2 separate regions of the Mus musculus genome follow, and region 2 is linked to region 1. Evidence: chromatin contacts called from public Hi-C data. All regions are on one chromosome and are shown on one strand. The core of a region is the stretch at or near the end of the contact, and the rest is flanking DNA. Distances in the headings are between cores, read along the strand shown. Region 1 holds the start of A430027H14Rik (RIKEN cDNA A430027H14 gene). Region 2 has its middle 70 kb from the start of Gm46177.

Region 1 (3,052 bases), core at 482-2,981:
TCTTGTAAACGACCTAAGAGGTTCACATTACAGCCAAGGCTGTGTCTGTGGCGTCCTTCAGATCCCTGGGAAAACACTGACTGTGTGCAAGGTGCTGGGGGCAGAAGGTGGAGGTCAGCTGGGAGTTCCTGCTGGCAAAGCTGGAGAGGGAGGGCCGGCAGTTTTAAAGTTCTTCCATGTTGAGTGAAGGCACCATCCAATCTCCTGCCCTTTCTAGGCCACTTCTGTTCCAAATCAGTTCTTGTCGCCAAGAGTGCAGCCAAGGTGTCTGGATAGAGTCGCCCAAGCTGGGGTTCTCCAAGTGCTGGGGAGGGGCTGGCCAACGAGTTCAGCCTGAGGGCTGGTGTCTTCCAGCCCCACAAAATCTGCCCACGCCCACAGCATTCAGCATCCTTAGCATCAGCCTTGGGATGGGATGGCAGGTTGTTCCAGAGAATGTAGTCTGTTTCCCTCCATCCTCCCCTGACTCAGTCATACAGTTCCTTTCGGATTCAGGAACTCCAGGCCCAAATCAAGCAGCCCTGAGAGTGCTGTGACTATTGCTTAACCCTTCCCCAGTGTAGCCTGGAACAGCTGGCACCATACTCTTGCAGTCCCCACTCTGAGGCTCACAAGGCAGCGGGATGGTATCTCTGTGCCACCCTGGTGGAGGGGCGCTAGCGAGGAAGATACTCACCTGTAGAGATCTGGGGTCTCTCTTGACACCCGGACTGGATTCGGGAAGGCATGGAAGACGCATGCATGACAGCTAGAGCAAGAGGTGGCAGGAGGACGCTGGGTGATGGGTGCAGGTGAGGCTCGAGCGGGAGGCAGGCCGAGGGCGCTGCGGGGAGGACGCATTGGCAGCTGGGGCGACGCGGACGCGCATAGGGCTGGGAGGGGTGTGCGGGGAGGCGAGCCCGGGCGGGGACACCGCAGGAGCAGGAGGAGGGAGTTCGGAAAGGAGGGAAGAGCGGCGAGGCGAGGGGAGAGTGGTGCTACGGGCCAGGCGGGCCACCCCGGGCCACACCCCCACCTTGCGGGCGCCCGGCGGGGCTCGAGCCAGGCGGGGCGCCTCACAAAGACATGCGGAGAGGGGCTGCACAGGGCCGCGGCACAAAGACACCCGGGTGCTCGGCCGCACGGGCTGCAGTGATCACCCCCTCGCTGAGCCCCGGGGCAGAGCCCAGCCGCCGGCCGAGCGCACGGAGCCAAGGGCCGAGCGCACCCAGGGCCCGCGCGGGACCCCAGGCGGCCACGCAATCGGGGTGACCCATCGCGCGCGGGGGCGTCGTCGTCCGATCCCAACTTGGCCTCGGCCTCGCCCTCTGCCCAGCCTGCCACCGCTGGTGTCCTCTCCTTCCGGCGATTTCGTTTCTTCTCACGCTCCCCCCTCTATACCCCTCCCGCCTCCAGCCCCGCTCTCCCCACCTTGTAAAACAAAGCCGGGGAAAATGCCTACCCGTGCAGCTCGGAGCGCGCAGCCCGTCTTGGAATAAGGAGTGAGTACAATGGCGTGTTGGTAAAAACAAAAAAGAAAAAAAAAAGAAAGAAAGAAAAAGAAAAGAGGAAAGAAAGAAAGAAAGAAAGAAGGAAAGAAGGAAAGAAAGAGAAAAGAAAAGAAAACAGAGAGAGAGAGAGAAAGAAAAGAAAAAAGCACCAAGTCTGTGTTAAAACAAACAAACAAACAAACATTTTGAATGCTGCATGCCTCATGCTTGCCAGCGCCTCGCGGGAGAGACCCGGCTATACTGCAGGAGGTGAGACCCTGGGCATCCATCCTGGCCCGCGCACGCTCTCCCGGGAGGGCAACGCAGGTCCCCTAGCTTCTCATCTTCCTCTCCATTCTGTGGGTTGGATGTGATTCGGGCTTGGTGACCTCAACCCCAGCACGCATACATTCCTGGCTCCGTCTTGCGCTTTTCCGCTGGTGCCTGGGGTTTTTGCGTTTGCCTCCCTCGGGTGTTGGTTTGGCGCAGCTTAAGACAGTTTCCAGAGAGGAGGGTCAGCCCTAGAGAGTAGCCCTCAAGCAGGTTGCACGGTGGCCCTGATCACACTTGTTGCCCATTGCATGGGGGACACGCAGTAGTGCTGGGGCAAACAATTAAAAGCTTGTTTCTGCTGCTGTTTTGGGGGTACTGGTGGCTGGCGGGCGGGAGAACCGATTATGGATGAGGACCAGAGACCAGGAGCTTAAAGAGGAGGACCATGGGGGAGGGGAGCGATAGTGATGGTGTGAAGGGTGTGTGGAAAGACCTGCCTCGCCTCTCACCGAACAGTAGAGGCTGGGAATCCAGTATCTAGATTAGATAGGGTTCAGGAAAGGCGCGCGCGCGGGGTGGGGGGGGGGGTGTTTTGTTTTTAAAATATTTATTCTGTATGCCACCAGATTCTATCCATTAAGTCTGCCAATTGTGCATTATCTGTTTCTGCTAATTAAATATAAGGACATAGCTTAAAAGAATTAAACTCCTTCAAGAAATTTATCAGCCCAACACACACACATACTTTGGTCACACACTGTGGTCATACATATACACACACACACTATGGTCTCTCACACACAGAAAGAGAATGGGGAGGGAGGGAGGAGGGAGGGAGGGAGGGAGGGAGGGAGGGAGGGAGGGAGAGAGAGAGAGAGAGAGAAAATAAAAGAATAAAATACATTACCATATCTGCCCTCTCTCCCCCCACCAAGTGCATCATGACAGTATCTTGGAGGAATTTCAGGCTGGGCTGGGTAACATTGGTGGTGGTTTCTAATTCTCTCTATGAAAAAGCTTTCTGAAAATCAGTACCTCTGGGGAGTGGGGGACCTTTGCTTAGAGAGGTGCTGTGGGGCTTCTTTGCTGTGATGGTTTGTTTTTGGGGGGTCTTTTGGTGTTTTGGGGGGCTCAATTTTATTTTATTTTAGTCAGAATCTGAGTCCTCATGAGGCTACAGGTGATGGTGATTTTTAACTGCTGTAAGCACTTCTAACAGCTCTTAAAAATCCAAACAGCCAACATCTGGCTGAGTGCTTATTTCAAGTGTCCTTGCCCTTGTCAATACAGCAAAAGTGCCTTGTTCTCTG
Region 2 (2,932 bases), core at 352-2,851, 88 kb before region 1:
TGAGAACGTTTAAGGTTTCAGACAAGGAGAATGCAGACACCAGAACCATGGAACATTTGCCTAGAAAGCTGCAGGCAGGAAGCAGAGATGCCCAAGAAAGAGTCTATATGTGCTCCAGGCAGCTGAACACGTGGAGGCACCAAGCCCTTTGAGCCTCAGACTGTTTCCTTATCCACCCAAGATGCTAAACAGCAGGGTTTGGTGCTTTCCCTCGCTGGCTTCTAGTTGCTATACCCCCCCTTCTCCTGTATGAAGATGATTACTTGTACCCTCAATATGCACAGAAGAAGTATATGTAACTTGTTAATGCACAGGGCTCACAGCTAAGACATTTCCTGGCTCCCAGGAGAGATTCTGCACTTTTGGACGGATTTGGAATGTTAAAGACTGTGGAGACTTCTCATGCAGGACGGAACAGTTTGCATTGTGAGAGAGCCAGGAGTCTAGGGGGAAAGATTATGGCTTAAGAGTAATGGGTTTGGATATCAAATTGACAAGGGGAGAAGTGCTGACGGTCAGTCTTGATTATCAGCTTGGTGGGATTTAAAATCACCATGGAAACAGCGCTCTCGTGGTGTCTAAAGGATTATCTTGATTAGGTAAACTGGGGTAGGGTAGAAAGACCTGCGTTAAATGGGGGTAGTACCATTGGGTTGGGATCCTGGAAGTGAATGGAAGAAAGGAAGGGAAGAAAAAAGAAGGAAGGAAGGAAAGAAGGAAGAGAGAGAGGGGGGAGGAAGGGAAGAAGGGAAGGAGGAAGGAAGGGAAAGTGTACTGAGCACAGACATTCAGCACTTTGCTTCCCAAGTGGATACAATGTAACAAGCTGTTTTTAGTTTCTGTTGCCATGACTTCTCTGCCCTGATGGACAACATCCAGCTGTGTTCCAGAGTCAGCCCTTCCTTTCTTAAGTTAGGTATCTTTTCTCAGTGAGACAAGTAATGAACATGGTTATTTTTCTTTGGCATCTATACTCTGATCCTAGGATGGACGTGTCAGTTGATTCTGTAATATAGCTATTGTGAAGAAAACATAATGAATAAGACACTGAATGCATCTTTTTGCCTCACCTATTTCATTAAACAAAACACTAACATGTGTTTGTGTGTGTCCATTAAAGGATTATATGAATATTATGATAATTTGGCTTTTAATTATTTAAAGAACCCCCATACTCTTTCTCATAATGGCTATCCCAATTTAGTTTCCCATCTCCAGGAGCTAAAGGCTTCCTTTCCTACATCTTTACTGTCTACATGTGATAATATCCATGTAGCTCAGTCCATCCATCCCACAATGCGTGTGAGTATGTGCATGTGTGTGTGTACTTTAGAACATTTCACCGAATGTGATAAATACATTTTTTGTCAATTAATAAAAACAAATACAAGAGAAGAGTTACCCCCTGCTCCAGGCCTAGGTGTCAGCTTTCTCCTGGTGACCGCTGTGGAGTGCAGAAAAGCGTCTGTTTCCTGGCAACCTGGGCTCCAATAGCTGCTTGTTGCTTTAGGTGCACCTCACAGTGTAAGGGAAGACAGGCGGCCCCTGCAGAGGTCAGCTTGTTTCCCTGCTTCATCTGTTTTCTCTCTGCTTTGTTTTGTGGTGTCTGGGGGACTCTGTTGATGTGGGTTTTGGCAGGCTGACTTGACCCTGAATTCCTCAGTGCCATTCCCTGAGGCAGCAGAATTTGTACTGAAGACTCCTTTGAAAAACACAGAAGTCTTTTTGGGGAAGTAGTTAAAGCATTACAATTTGTCAGAATGAATATACTATCACTGGAATACATCAAGCAGGAGAAAATAGTGAAAACTAATATCAATAACAGTGTGAACTAAAACAGCCGTTCTGTGATCTCTATGGCCAGTACTGCCATTGTTTTCATCTTCATGTATTTATTCAGCAGGAGAACATCTTGCCAAGACTTGGGATCATCAACATGAATACATATTTTACAGGATTAAGGACTATACAGAAGTCAGGATAGGCGTTGGGATAATCAGTGTTCCTGGGCCACCCAGAAAGAAAGAAAAAGGACCACATAGGAAATGAACACTCAAATTAAGAATATGTACAGCTGCTAGTCTACTATGTACTCTAGCTTTCTGCTCCCACCTTAAATATCTGACAGTTACCTCAAACAGCCCCAGGGCAGGACCTCACTTATGCTAAACCACCTTTTTACTTATTGGGAGGAGTCTGGGGTCTTCCCACCCCAGACTGCAGCAGGACCCATGGTCACCTGGTGAGTCCTACTTCCCTCTCCTCTCCCTTCTAGATCTTCGTGGAATGTTTCTCCCCACATTGATCAGCATCTCACTCTCTCGCCTCTGCTTGTGTGGGTCATTCCAGGTCCATACTCAGGCTTCTGTGACTTTTTTTTCCTCTCCCTTCTCATGTCTGTTGATTCCTGTTTCCTGGACGGATGCCTCGCTCAAAAATGTTTTCTGCGGTTGCCGTTGCTCCAGTTTATTGTTGGCTGCAAAGCAAAGCGTTAGATTGTACCCTCCATGTCTTATGGAGATCTTAATGAAGTGGAACGCTTATTTATTTGCTTTATAAACATCAAGCTCCTGGAATTTGAGCGGAAACTCTGCTAGAATTACAGGGTAGGGGTGTTATCGATGTGCCAGGGAGTAATGGAAACAGCGTGCTTCAGAGGGTACTTAACCCCCCTCACTGACCCATGAGGCTGGCACGCATATTTCTTTTGCTTTTACATTTTGTCTTTCTTTACTCTTTGAAGCAGGGCTCAGGCTGCCCTGGAACTTACTACTTAACCAGTGATGACTTTGAACTTCTGATCATTTTCCTTTTGCCTCCTGAGTCCTGGACTTCTAGGCCTGCGCTGGATGGCCAGTTTACAAGGAGCTGGGGATAGAACCCAGGGCACTGCACTGGATATGCAAGTATTCCACCACCTGTACTATAACCC

Evidence for each region. Hi-C and Micro-C count contacts between places; a contact is called where the count stands out from the background.
Region 2: a contact with region 1 is called in a Hi-C map of nephron progenitors, with 1.9 times the contacts expected there. The contact joins the enhancer-like site here to the promoter of A430027H14Rik in region 1. A contact is called at or near these places in 1 of 484 Hi-C or Micro-C datasets (nephron progenitors), 2 of 115 datasets of contacts at active chromatin or transcription factors (forebrain and neural progenitor cells) and 3 of 9 other capture datasets (adipose tissue, liver and pancreatic islet).

Annotation. Positions count from the first base shown.
Region 1 is chr1:189,341,730-189,344,781 of GRCm38.p6, reverse strand. It overlaps A430027H14Rik (RIKEN cDNA A430027H14 gene), which reads right to left and starts at 1,731. Exons shown (of 3, transcript NR_165462.1): 1 at 1,442-1,731; 2 at 677-823; 3 at 1-315. Kcnk2 (potassium channel, subfamily K, member 2) reads left to right here and starts at 1,429. Exons shown (of 7, transcript NM_001159850.1): 1 at 1,429-1,739. The coding sequence starts at 1,694.
Region 2 is chr1:189,429,325-189,432,256 of GRCm38.p6, reverse strand. No RefSeq gene overlaps it. Among named protein-coding and RNA genes, the nearest start is that of Gm46177, 70 kb to the left of the region's middle. Within about 2 kb of position 1,601, at least 23 of the 459 cell types and tissues checked have an H3K27ac peak or open chromatin away from gene starts, as enhancers often do. A contact at or near this core is called in nephron progenitors, where this site is marked.